2 separate regions of the Gossypium raimondii genome follow, and region 2 is linked to region 1. The links are chromatin contacts, called in public Hi-C maps. All regions are on one chromosome and are shown on one strand. The core of a region is the stretch at or near the end of the contact, and the rest is flanking DNA. Distances in the headings are between cores, read along the strand shown. Region 1 holds the start of LOC105773532. Region 2 holds the start of LOC105772824 (hexokinase-1).

Region 1 (7,213 bases), core at 3,259-5,758:
TACCTCCGGCGGCGGTACATGTCCTCCTCTGGAAGTTGTAACATACCTCTAATAACATTGAGACCAAGGCTGCTCTTGAACTGGCTTTCATCATCAATTACATGCACAAACCCTTTGTTTAGACCGAATTCAACATGGAAATATGGGAAATTTTTCGGGATTGAACCGCACAATCCCTTCTCACTCGTGTCTATCAGCTTCTTTGCATTGTGCTGGCTCCACTCATCCTCGGCTTCATCAATTGCCTGTGACAAACATCTTTTAGAATCATACAAAGATCACATCTACATTCCAACTATTGCTACTCAGCAGACTAAATCCGAGCCATTTGATTTTGATAAAGATCAAGTTTACATGTCAAGAACAGAAGAAGCTGCTGCTTCCATCTCCGCCACTGGTGTTACCAAAATGTCAATACATAAATTGAAAAGAACCTAACCTTTTTAAAATACACAGGAGCCTGTTTTGCAATTTCCCGTGGCAAAGGAATACATTCAATCAGACAATGGCGACGCTGTTGTGCCAATCCCATCACAGTTTCCAAGAACACCATCTCCTTATCTTGCTTGGCAAACATCATTATTAAGCATTTCTTAAAGTTGCGGATTTCATCCCACACATTATTTTCAATTGTTCTTGTGGCTGGCTCATGCTGTCAAGGCAAAAGAGTTTGCATTTTAAATTAGGACACATCAATCTGTAAAGCGCAAGAAATATTATTTTAGTTCTACATCTCGTATAAAAGAAATTAATGTGTCCAAAATGAGTTCATTTGCTCCTAATTTTTGAAGGCATCTAAGCTACTCTGCTTCATATATCGAAACGTTAATACAAACTAGGTTAGGTACCATGAAAGGAAATGGAAAGACTACTAAGAATATTCAAATCCTTTAAAACAATGAACTATATGCCTGTACTTCAAAAGATCACTCACCAATTTACTGGTCTGATGTAATTAACATTAAGGCGCTAAAGCAAATTATGACACCATAGATAAAAGAGTACCTGCATTGGTAAGATACAGCAGTGACCTGGCACAACAGGCTGCCATTGTGGTAGCATCAAGTATGTGAAATTTGCTATAGCAACAACAAGATGTTTTGGTCTGTTAGGGTTTTCAAAGCAGAAAAGACAGCGCTCTTGCTGAGTCAATATACGCTTAGCCAAATGATTATTTCCAGAGACCCAATTGCTTTCCCCACCCTTCTTCCGTGGTTTTCTGCTTGGACCATCTTCATAGTCATATTCATCATCAGCCTGACCAGATACACTAAATTGTTTATTCTGCATTATTCTTCGAGCTAGATGCTTATCGGTATCATCATCATCCTTCCCTTTCCGAAGCGATGCATCATGAACAACATGTCTAGATAAAATACAAATAATATTATCAGAACAGAATTATTTATAGATGTTAAGGAAAAAAATGAAAAAAGATATTAAAATGTGAGTTGGAATGCTACATTAAGAATAAAACTCTATAAATTATGCTACATTAAGAATAAAACTCTATAAATTATTAAAAAAAGGAACTCAAAAGCGAAAGTAAACACTTTGCAATTTGCTTTAGAATCCCAAATGACAGTCTCATAGAGAGTTATAAGCTTACTACTTTAAGCTCATTTGAAACAGCATTTTTAGAATGGGGAATACCAAAGAAATATAAAGTTGAAAAGTTACCTGCTGTTGTTGTCAACATTCTGCTGCTTACTGGCATGATCTCCAGTGTTCTGCTTAGCCTTCATGCTCTCAACTTCCAGCTAATAAGGAAAAAAATAACAAAACCAATTAAATTAAACCAACTGAAGACAAAATTAAGCCCTATGTTGACAGATAGGAGAAAAAAGCAATATTCTTTAGATCAAGTTATTCAATGCATAAGGCACATATGCAAACAACTAAAATTTATGTTCTAGTTCTGAAAAGTTAAACAGGGTTCTAATACCTAGACAAAAAAAATGAACCCCCCATATTTTCTAGATCCAGGAAATATTTGACTGTTATAATCTCAAAATGAGAGGATCTGCATACGTTTATCTTTCTATCTATGGAATAACAAAACTTTAGCATAGGAAACTAAGAATGAGATTGAGAAACTCCCTAATCAAATCAATGTACTGTATCAAAGCAAAAGGTTGTCTTACCAGAAGTTTCTCAGCCTCATCATGCTTTCCTTTCAACCGAAGCTGCAAAGCCTTAGCTGCCAATTGGTTTATGCTCAAAGTCTCCTTTGGCATTGTAGCAGCTTCACTAGGTTTATTCGTCTCTGATGCTACAACTTTTGAGTTCATATTTCCATCATGATCTGTATGTGAACCAGATGCGATAGTATCATTTCCCTGCTTACGAAGAAATTCTTGCATGAAGTTTCCATCATCGGTAAACTTATTTGCAGTCGATATAGCACCAGCATTTTTAGCAGGAATATTTTGGTTTTTTCGTTTTCCCCAGGATAATGAATCGCGGACTTTTGGGGTCTTCATGTCAGAATGTCGAAGAGATACATCCCGCAAATAATCTCGAGTAGTGTTCTGGCAACCAAAACCATAGAAAGGATTAGAACATCTGTGGTTCCTGGACTACTAGAGTGCAACCACTATGTACTATTTTTCATTTAAACTAACAAATTATGAAATCCATATAAGTGTCATTGCAAGTACCCTTTCAGAATTTCTTTCTGACTTTCTTTCCCTTTGATTGTCTGCAACATTTTGTTTCTCATTATCTGGGCCTTGCTTTCTATTTCTTATGGCATGCAGATGGGCTCGAGGTGCAGCAGCTCTACGAGATGCTCCATATGCAGCCAGTATATCAAGAGAACCCCAACGTTCTAGAACAACCTGTATGGTTTCAACAGTAAAGGCTAATGGAATCACACTTTAAACTGTTAAAAAAAAAAAAAAAAAGCAACATGGCACCCTTCCTGATATACAATTTTTCCTGAACAAAAAATTACCTCCTCAATACTTCGTCCTTCTCGAGAAGCTTGCTCTTCTGCACGCTTCAAAGCTTTAAGTCTCCAACTAGCACCTCCATCCCCTACAAACGAAGAAGATAAAAGCCTGTCTACACCAGCTCTCTTTTCTTCTGCTTCCTCTGGATAACCAGTTCCATTATCTTTCAGATATGGATTCAACTCTCTAGGATGCATCGTCTTTATCTGGTAACAATATATGTACTATTATCAATTCATGCACTAACAAAATATAAAGGCAGAAAGTAAAGAATGCATGCTCCATACAACCAAGAACCACAAATGCAAGCTTGTTTAGAACTCTCCAAAGTAAACATAACTAAAGCAGTCTAAGAAATAAAAAGAGAAAGAAGCTTATCAAATCCTCGTTAGAAAAGTTTGATTTTTTTCTGAACAACAAAGAGAACCGTAAAGCAGACAAGATATTTTTTGCTTTAAAATATAAATATCTCCATCAGCAAGCATTTATGTTTGTATTATGCCAGAATCAAAGAAAATAAAAGGTAAAAAATCAGCTAGAATTAATAGCTCAAGTGCCATACCTCCTCAGTAGGAGGTTCCTCAAGTTGTTCAACAGCAGCAGGTTCTAAATGTTTCTTATCAGTCTTAAATGCAGGTCTGAGCATCCATTCCAGTCCAATTTCTTTCCTCTCAATCTCCTTCTCTTTCAAAGGAGATTCTCTACCATCATCTGCAAACCAACAACAATAATAACTGATCAATGTCTAAAATGAACCAATCATCAATAATTCAGAACAAAAAATTCTCTTCTCTTACTCCTTTTCTTTCCAACTCCTGAATTACGTCTTCGATCCTCATCCACATCTTCAGACGAATAATCCACTGATGACGATGAATAACGTTTCTTTTTACTTCTGGATCGTTTCTTATTCCTCTTACCCTTTCTCCTATCTGAATGCCTCCCTTTATCTGTATCGGAACTCCCTTCGCTCTCACTTTCGCTTGAATACTCCTCTGATGAATACCACTTCTTATTTCGTCTAGATCCTTTTTCTATTCTCTCAATATCATCATCCGAAGAACCACAATACCCAGAACTTTTCCTTTTTCTTTTATTCTTTTCCATTTTACTAGTGTATCTTTTCTTCTGCCTATCTGAGTTCTCATTTTCTTCCTGGTACAAAAAAAAAAAAATCTAACTGAGGAAACTTTACTGACAAAAAGAAAGAAATGTGAAATTGATGAATTATACCTTATCAATCTCATCACGAGGTATAACCTTCACCCCAGAAAGCATATTCTACAGAATTCAGCGACTTCAAATTAAAATTAATTACGAAAGCGATAAGCTTCTATAATATAAAGTAGATAGAGATGTGAAATAAATAAAGAAAAATCAAGCAGACTCACCGTTCCAAAGAGGACGAAGAGGGCTGTGGACCGGCGGTGGTTAGGGTTTGGAAAGGGAGGTTGCGACGGTTAATTTGAAGCTTGGGCTTGTATTTTGAGAGGTTTTCTTCTATCGAAGGGAAGATACTGGGTGGGTCTGGGATTTTAACCACGTGGGTAATTAGACTAAACTCTACGATCTTAAGAAGAAATTATTATAGGAAAATTTCTTATATAAGTCCTTCCTATATACTATTACATTGGATATGGATCCAATTAAAAATAAATTATTATAGGAAAATTTTCTTATATACGTCCTTCTTATATAATATGGACCCAATTAATAAAACTAGATTAAGATATATTCACGATTTAAGTGAATATATTATATGATTTAATGTTGCGAAACAAAATTATTAAGATTAAACAATCAAATGCATATATACAATGTTAGAAAATCTTGGTATTTAGATATAATATATAGGTAAGTATAAAACATTATTGTTGAAATAGTGAACAAAATATGTTAAATTGTAGGCAAATAGTTTTTTTATATATAGAAAAGTAGCTTAGAATAAACCAAACTAAAATAAAAGAAGGCATTTGATTAATAAATGTATTAGTAGAAACAAAATGCCTATACGTATACATTCGATTAATAAAATATAAAATATAAAATTTAAATACATGATTTAATAAATTTGTCAAATATTTTAAATAAATGACTAGTTTATTATTAATAAATAGTATCGTTTATCTACTCAATTAAGCCAAATCACGTGCATCTGAAAATAGACCAACAAATAGAAACAACTAAGAGAAGAAAAAAAAAACAATACTCATCCTCGTATAGAAAAAAGGGGAAAAAACAAATATCAATTTATCTCCCCCTCTCTTCAGCCAGTTTGTTGGAACTCTCGGCTCCCAGTAAATTTCCTCCTTATCCATCTCAAAATTCAGCTTTACTTTAGCCAAAACAATCTCACCCAAAGTATCAACGAATCAATCTCAGCTAACTCTACCAATCGATATTTTAAAATAAGAATTTTCCTACCCTTGTTAAGCCTCAAATTCTTGCTCCATTGAATAAGTCTCTTCCCTAAAGCAACTAACTTGTTAGGAATATTACCAACACTACTCTCCCAAAGAGCTCGTACCTTAGCTTCGAAGCCTTCCTTCAATTTCTAGTTTGCATTGAACCGAAAAGTTTGACCCTCATTTTGGAACCTAGCAAAAGACTCAATTTGATTTGTGTTAATCACTAAGGGACAGTGATCAAAATAGCTATGAGGCAAGTGCTAAATCTTGTGATTTGTGAACCGAGAAACCCATCCTATAGAAGCTATTCCACGATCTAACCGCTCTCAAATGAGTGTTTCCTGAGATCTGTCACACTCCCAAGTTAACCAGTGCCCATCATAACCCAAATCCATGAGCTCATAGCTTTCCAAAGTAGAATGAAAACCCTCCATCTAACTAACTGAATGAAGATGTGCACCTTGCTTTTCTGGAGCATACAAAATTTCATTAAAATCTCCCACCACAAGCCATGTGATTCCATCAAGATCATACAAACTACGCAAGAGGTTCCAAGATTCTTATCGACGACTTTCTTCAAGGGCTTCATAAAATGTCGTGAATCTCCAAGCACTTCCACCTTCAATGATCTCAACGTCAATATGGAAATATGGGATTAAGAGAAATTTGTTAAACTAACATTACATCCTTCTTTTCACCAAACCGACAACCCTCTATTAGCACCAATTGAACTAACATGAACTCTACTACATCCTTCTCAACAGTTGCCAGATAATGTGAATTACTCGTAAGTTCCCCAGCCTAAAAATATTCCAACTTAAAAGTTTCATTGGGACCGGTTGGCCTGCTTTCCCAAACTTGCTGATCAAGTTGCAATACGAGCCACAACTTGACTCTGAGTTACCTCAACAACATCGTGAACTTCAACATTCATATTTGGACCCAAAATATGTTGGAAAAAATTTGGTTTGAAAATGGTTTTCTTACAAAGGAGAAAATAAAAATTTTGAAAACCAAGCCAATTTCTGATATTTATAGCAATAAACCATTTACCTAAATCGCACTTGTATTTTCAACTAGAAGGATCCTTGTCAGTCATGGCTTTCAACTGAACGACCTTCTCCACTATTCTCGTACCACAAACTATTTTGAGTGTGGGCTCGAAATGTAACACCCTATATTCGACCTAATTGTTGGATTTGGATACCAAGTGTCACAATTACTTACAAACTTAGACGATACCAAGTTATACGCTTGTTTTTCTTACCATTCAACTTTATTCAATACCTTGGATGACATCAAGTTTCAAATTTTAAACTTCCAGCATGTTCCATATCATACTAATACTAAGATCTTACAATCATCCTACCTTATTAATCATGAATAATTATTTATAATAACTTGAAACTTAATACTTTATTAGAAATATACTCAATTACTCCCCGAGGCGTGGCCTCTAAGGGTGCCCCTCTATATACATGAAACAACTACCACGCCCCTTACACAATTCTGGTGGTGTCTGGCTTGGTCCCTTCCCATAACGACTCCGACAATCTTTGCTCCTGCATACAATGCGATACAATCATAAGTTCAAATGAACTTAGTGAAATTTTATACAGTACTCATAAAATGCTCTATATATATTTTCGGGAATAAAAATAAAAGCATAAATTTTAAAACTCCCTGAATATCTTAGAAAGTTCCGTCGATTTTCTAACGTGGTCTCTACTTGAGGTTCTCTGGGCTAACCATTGGCAGGCATATCCATTGATTTAGTCATAAGCGTGCGCTTCCAAATAACAATTTCTTTTGGGTCCTGACCCTGACCCGCTTCATCTCAGACTCTCATTT
Region 2 (7,213 bases), core at 1,518-4,017, 190 kb after region 1:
TTTGAATTAGGAGGCTTTTTTAGTTAACGGAAGGATTGAAACTTATAATTTTTTTGGTTAATATTCTATTTGGTACCTGAGTTTAGTTTCAATGTTCAATTTAGTACTTGAGTTTTTTTTCCAATTAAGTATATATGTGTTTTAGTAGAACACATGCCAAATATTCAATTGGGTCACATGATGATGTTTGGTTTAGGTACCAAATTGAATATTGAAACCAAATTCAGGTACCAATTTGAACATTGAACCTAAACTCAAGTACCAAATAGTATATTAATCCTTTTTCAAAACTTTAAACTTAAGCTATTTGTTTTCCTTTTTCAAGAGTACTTAGACTTCGTTTACCATTTAAGTTGAAAAACATTTTTTAATCCAAATCTTGATTCCAAATAGAAAAATTTGATAAACAAACAACTTTTCAAACCAAACCTTGATTTTGAACTGGGATTTTAACCAAGTTAAAATTTTTAACTTTTGGCTTTTGGAAAGTACTTTTCAATGAAGTTACCTTTTTATCCTCCCATTAAATCTTTTACTTTACAACATCATGTCTTAAAATTAATATTTTATCTTCTCAAAATCACTTTTTGACAGCAATGGTAAACACTAATAAATTTTTCAAAAGCACTTTTTCACAATATTTTTCAAGAATACTTTTCAACCTCAATAGTAAACTAACCCAATTGGTTTAAAATTTGTCTCTAGACTTACTAAGAAGTGCTGACTATAGATGATATTTCATTTATAAAATAAAAATAAAAAAAACCTAACAAACAAAGAAGTAAGAGAAAAAAATCTAAATAAATAATTTTAAAATATATAAAGATTTAAATAATATATACAAATAAATAGATCACCACCCAAATCTTCTAAGGGCAACAACCTAGACTCATTGGTTCTTCCAATACAATAAATAAAAAAATTAAACCTCTGTTAGGACTTAAAATCACTATTTGTTATTACCTTGTTGTCTGTCAGCACCAAATACTTGTAGAGTTTAACATTTGTTTTGACTGGAATTTTTTTAAATAAATGGGAAAGCTTTTAACTCTTTTTTTAAAGCTTTTAGAACAAAGTAAACAAATAGAAGTGTTTTTGGGGAAAAAATATAAGTTAGAAATAAAATGAAATTTAACTTGAATCTAATTGGTTTTAAAAAGTGAGTTGTATTTGAATTGGGGTCAATCATGTTCCAAATTACAAATTTAATTGGGACCAATTCATGTTTAAATTTATAAACATTATATGTATAAAGTTAGAATATTTAGTATTACATGTTAAAGGAAAAAGAAATTTGGCCCCTCACCTTCTATTTAGTTCCATCCATGTGCATGTGTGCAACATTAATCCATGGTATGTTCAATTTCGTTCCCGATGTATTTAGAAAGTGGTAGGAAAATCATATAGGGTACCAATATTTGGATGTACATCTCACATGAGTATTAAATATAGGTGGGTAGCTAAAAGAAAAAGGGGAAGTAGGAGAAACATAGAATCTGTGGCAACCCACTCTAATATCTATATTTGACATCAGCACGTAGAGATAGAATGAAGGCAGGAAGCATGGAGTAGAATGCAAAGGAAAGCAACTATAACCCACAACCCCAAATAAACTTGATAAGTAAAAAAGGTATCAAAGGTTTTGGAAGGTAAGCTAAAGATGAAAAGGTGAGTTATTTCTATCCCATGAATTGAAAGCAAAAAGGTAGATATTGATGGGACAAACAAGAATACTAAAAGCAGCACTTGTTTGTAGAAAAAACTAACCCATAAATCATCTTTAGAACAAAACAAGCATAAAGTTGATAAGCATGCAGTGTTGATAACACAACAAAAGCCATCATAAGTGGAATCCAACACATCAGTTACTCAAAGTAAATTTCGAAACTACTAAATTTTTACCCTTTGGGTATAGAAAGTTCAATTCAGGGCATCTAATGAATTATCAATCTCCTTAACAGCAAATCCGAATGGACCACAGTGTGAGTAAAATCAAAACCACTAATCTCTAAAGCTTTTTCATCTCACAAACTAGTTGAATGTCAATCATGAATTAAACTTTTCTACAAATTTTCCTCTCTTTTTTTTAAATTTTGAAATAGAGCTCATAATCAGAGTTGATCAATCAAGAGAATTCCAGAAGTATTGGAACTTAAAATTTTAAGGAAAGAACAATAAAAGTTGAATGGTTAAGTTACCCAGTGGGGAGATTATGTACATAGCTGATGATCATCTTGAGCTTGCTGCCACCCTCTGACGCGAGCCCGGCGTGCATCTCAACGGTCATGGCATCAGCCACCTGTTTAAGATTCGAACTTGGGGTCCCACACTTTTCCTCAAACTCCTTCAGTATAGACAGCGCCCGGGCCCACTTCCCCGAACTCTTCATCCTGTGACGCACCACCAGCGCCGCTGCTGCACACACAGCCGCCGCGCACACCACCGCCGCCCCTACTGCCACTTTCCCCATCACCACCGCAACACCAATCAAACAAGAGGAAAAAAAAGTACTTTCAGAGTTGTACGGATACTCCCCCAAAAGAAAAAAAACAATCCAAGTTTCACTAACTTGGATTTAAAAAGAAAAAAAACAAAAGGAGGGAAGGTCTAGATGACTGAATTTTTAATTGTCTCTTTATTGGAAAATTCAATATATTTGTAGTAGTTACTGGCTTTGCTTCTGCAATGAAGCGGCTTTCATTTGTTTAAAAAAAGCAAAGAGAAAAGTGACCATAAAAGGAAGAAGATGTAATTATTTTGTTATTTGGCATAAAATAAATAAAAATACAAAGAAGAAGAAGATATTTAAAAGTGAGGAGTGGTTTTAAATTACGATAATGACCTTTCCATTCCAATGTGATGTATTAAATTTAATGAAGACATGAGTGGACAGGTGTCAGGTTTATGATATTTAGGAATCTCTCCTTTGTGTAACTCAAGATAAAAGTGGGGATTAGAATGAGTTAATCCATGGTTGGAAATAAGTACAACTACATCAATCTGGGATTCATAAATGTTGTTGCCAACTTGGTGGTTTTATTAGTCACCCAATTTCACTAAGCCACATGGTTTGGATGATCTCCTTTCTTTGCTTTATTATTTTGTTGGAGATTAAATGATTATATAAAATTGTGATTGTATGTTGTTTATATTCGTATTCAATAGAAAAGTGACAAATCAGAATTTTCTCTTGATTATATAAAATTTGATTTGACATTCTCTTATTCTATTGAAAATGAATATGGATGACGTGGAATCACAGCTTTATACAATCACTTCTCTTAATTAGAGATCACAAGCAATTAAACACTTATTTATAAGGAAATATGAACTTCTAGATATATGTGGTTACTACTTACCTCGATTTATCATTGAGGTAAAAGTTTTATGAAAAAATGTTTCTAAAAAGAATTTGAAAGTATTTACTATTCTTTGTAAAAAATATTATTGAGAAATAAAATGATAATTGTAAACAAAATGTTGTAAAGTAGAAGATTTAATGGCGGATAAAAGATAACTTTATTAAAAAGCATTTTTCAAAAGCCAAAAGCTAAAATTTTTGGCTTTTTGACTTGGGTTAAAATCCCATTTGAAATCAATGATTGGTTAAAAAGTTTTTTTATCAAAATTTTAGTTTAAAATTAAAGTTTGAGTTGAAAAGTAATTTTCGATCTCAATTATAAACAAAGTCTTAATAGAGTGTGGATACATTTTTTAAAAATGTAAAACTATAAAAATAATAAAAATAAAAAATTTTGAAAATCTTCACTAGTAATTATTAATGTAATTCCACTAATTCATAACTTTTTACAAGTATTGGATGAAGTTATTTATCTCTCACTATTTTCAGAACTGAATTGAATTAGTCAATCAAACTAATTGGATTAGAAATCGATTGAGATACTGGTTTAGAATAAGGGGTCAGATTGGTTGACTTGTGAATCAATTGAATCGATCGAACATGTCAAATCAATAGTTGAATCTATTTCTCTATTTTTTTTAAATTTATACAATCGAACCGGACAAATCGGATTTATCCCTAAGAGATTAAGGATATCCAATGAGGGTAACACACTTATGACAAGGTTATTGGATGAGCATCGATCGAGTTGCTTTCGTAATGATATGTCATAAGGGAGAGCTCAGTCACGATACTATAGTGGAATGACTTCATTACTAAATTAGTTTATAATTAATAAGCGGTGAAAAGTTGGAACTTAATTATAAATCATTTGAGCCCTAATCACATATATTCAATCGGTCCCTCCGCTATCTTGTTGAAATCAGAAATGAACTGCATGTTGAATCAAATTAACAGAAATGGATAGAAATGGGAAACATTCAGAAATGAAGGTGATTTTCTTACTAAGTATGGAAATGGTTTGAGAATTAATTTGCAACAACCTGTTTTTCAATGGGGTCAAAAATAGTGATTTCGGGATCACAAATCCGACGAATGAGTCCATAAATATTATTATTTAATATTTACGAGTCAAATATAGTATTATATAGAATTGTTATCGGATAATTTTTGCTATTTGAATATATAGTTAAGTACAAGTGGTTTGTCCTTAAAATCAAGTGGTTTTAGAAAATGAGGTATCGGAACCTTGTTTCTATAAATCGAACCCATAATAAATATTTTTATAAAATATTTACGGAGTGATTATATAGATATATTGAAGTTTGGTCCGAAAATTTTAGTGATTTGATAGCTAATTAGAAAAATGATTAAATCGTAAAAGTGGTAAAAATTAATTGGTATTGATTATTATTAACTAAAATGTTTAAATAGTTAAAGTGAGAGGATCTTTACGAATTAGACCATAATTTGTGATAGGGACCGACATTAGGTGATTTTATAATGAAATTTCAATTAAAATAAAGTTAAAATAAAATAAATAAAACTTAAAACATAAAAAAAAAAACATCATCTTCTTCTTTTATCTCTTGTGATCGAAATCATGGAAATTAAAGCTTGAAGCATTCTATTTGTTTGGCGATTGCATGTAAGTGTTATTTTGTCGATTTCTTGTAAATTTTATATTTATGAAATCATTGTAACTTAAACTATCTAGTTCAGGGTTAATTTGTGAAGTTATCAAATTTTGGAAAATTTACCATTTTGTTTTTGCTTGGTAGTGAATTTGAACTAGTTTGTAAAGTAATTTGTATAGTTTTTAAGTTAAAGGATTTAATTAAAAGCATGTGAATTTTGGAAGGGTTTTGTTGAAAAATTTCAGAATTTAAGGGTTGCTTTTATATGGTTAAAGGTTTGGTAAAAATTGGGTTTATGAATTAATTGTGAAAATAGACTCATTTTAATATTAATACTAAATTGAATAAAGTATAAAAGTTTGGGGCAAATGTGAAAATTGTAAATAGGAAATCATATGCACTAAATTGTGTAATGGGCCAAATTTGCCCGGCCTACATGAAGCTAAACAGTCCAAATACAATAGTTTTTTTGGGCCCAAACCCAAAACAAAATACAATAACGAATGACCCAAAATTAACCCCCAGGCCCAAGAACAATTTCAGAAACCCTAGAGATCTAGGGTAAACTTTGGCAGCCGCAACCATGCCCCCGAATCTCCGCACAATCTTCATACCTGCGCAACAAGGAAGGAAACAAAACAGAATACGGCAAGAAAAATCTTTGAAATCATGAATCAAGCAAGATACCAGAAGATTTTGTTTACTTTTCTTGTTTTATTGTTTGCTATAAAAGCAAACTCAATACACTGTAATAAGGATCCCGAATCCAGATTCGAAAAATAAATAAAAAAAACAAGTATTTTCACAGCAAATAGAGAGTCAATCGAAACCAAAGGTTGATATACATTTTCGTTTTACTATTTATTTTCTTTTTATTTTTTTTATATACTGATATAAAATTAAAAAAAAGTAAAAGACTCACCTTCGTTCGGGTCTGAAACGTCGTTGAGACGGTCGAGGGAGCCACCCCCGAGGAACGGTGGCCTGAAACCGAAAGGTTTCTTGTTTGCTTTGAGGATTTTGTTGATATTTTGGGGATTTTGAGCCCAGATTTGGGCCTAAAGAGACCGAAGGAACTGAGTAGGGGTTTTTCCCCTTTTTCGGCCGCCACAGACGGTGGTGCCGACGCAGGAGATCGGCGGCCGGCGCGGTGGCCGGTGATCGACCGATGACCGGACTATAGGCTGGACGGACTGGGGGAGGGAGAGTTTTTTTTAAAGGTTTTTTTTTGTTTTTTTTTAAATCGGTTTTGAAATAAATTTTTTTAGAGTTAGGGGCTTTTATAGGGTACCAAAACAGTACCGTTTTGGGGAAACCCTCAGACGCCCAAAACGGCGTCGTTTTGAGCACTCGACCCGAATCCGACCCGATCCGCCTTAGGGTCCGCGTGTTTTTATGCGGAGGGATAAATTGCGCTTTTAGCCCCTCCGCCTTTTTAATATTCTACCATTAGTTTTTTTTTTCAAAATTGGCCCTTTAATTTATTTTAAATTTCAATTCAGTCCCCTTTGAACGGCGCCGTTTTAGAGGAGAAGGAAAAATTTCCCTTCCAGCCCCTCTATGTAATTTGCGCGTTCAATTTAGTCCTTTGGGCTTTATTTATTTACGGATTTACCCCAGATTTTTTTTATTTGCAGTTCAATTCAATCTTTTTTTTTACATTTATCTTAAAATTAATTAATTTTAATAATGTAATTATTTTTATTTTTTATAATTTTCATATGTAATTATTTTTTACATGAATATTTTTTTGTGTACATATTTATTATTATATTTTAAAAACTAATATTTTTTATTTATATATATACACATATTTATTTTCGATAATGTATTTATTATTTTTAATCTATATATATATTTTAAAAAACAAATATTCTTTTATGTTTATAAACACGTATATATATGTTTTTGTTTATTTTCAAAATGCTTAAATATCTACTTATATTTTAATACATCTTTTATAATATATATATATATATATATATATATATATATATTTCTATACTCTTCTTTATTTTCACAAATATGTATTTTGTTTATATAAATTTTATAATCTAAATTCTATATATATAAATTCATGTGTATTCTTCATAGTTTTAATGTATATGTCATGTACCTTTATTCTTTATATTTTTGGTTTATTTTCTATTTATTTATGGTTTCATTAATTTTTTATCTTGCTCGTTTATTTAATAATTTGCAAGTCATTAACTTT

What was found. Hi-C and Micro-C count contacts between places; a contact is called where the count stands out from the background.
Region 2: a contact with region 1 is called in a Hi-C map of leaf, with 2.2 times the contacts expected there. The contact joins the promoter of LOC105772824 here to the promoter of LOC105773532 in region 1. A contact is called at or near these places in 2 of 2 Hi-C or Micro-C datasets (both in leaf).

What each region holds. Positions count from the first base shown.
Region 1 is chr6:10,899,663-10,906,875 of ASM2569854v1, forward strand. It overlaps LOC105773532, which reads right to left and starts at 4,509. Exons shown (of 11, transcript XM_012595514.2): 1 at 4,346-4,509; 2 at 4,188-4,235; 3 at 3,752-4,109; 4 at 3,517-3,665; 5 at 2,957-3,160; 6 at 2,661-2,840; 7 at 2,145-2,531; 8 at 1,681-1,760; 9 at 1,006-1,366; 10 at 440-652; 11 at 1-245. The coding sequence starts at 4,232.
Region 2 is chr6:11,094,012-11,101,224 of ASM2569854v1, forward strand. LOC105772824 (hexokinase-1) reads right to left here and starts at 2,768. Exons shown (of 10, transcript XM_012594290.2): 1 at 2,199-2,768. The coding sequence starts at 2,470.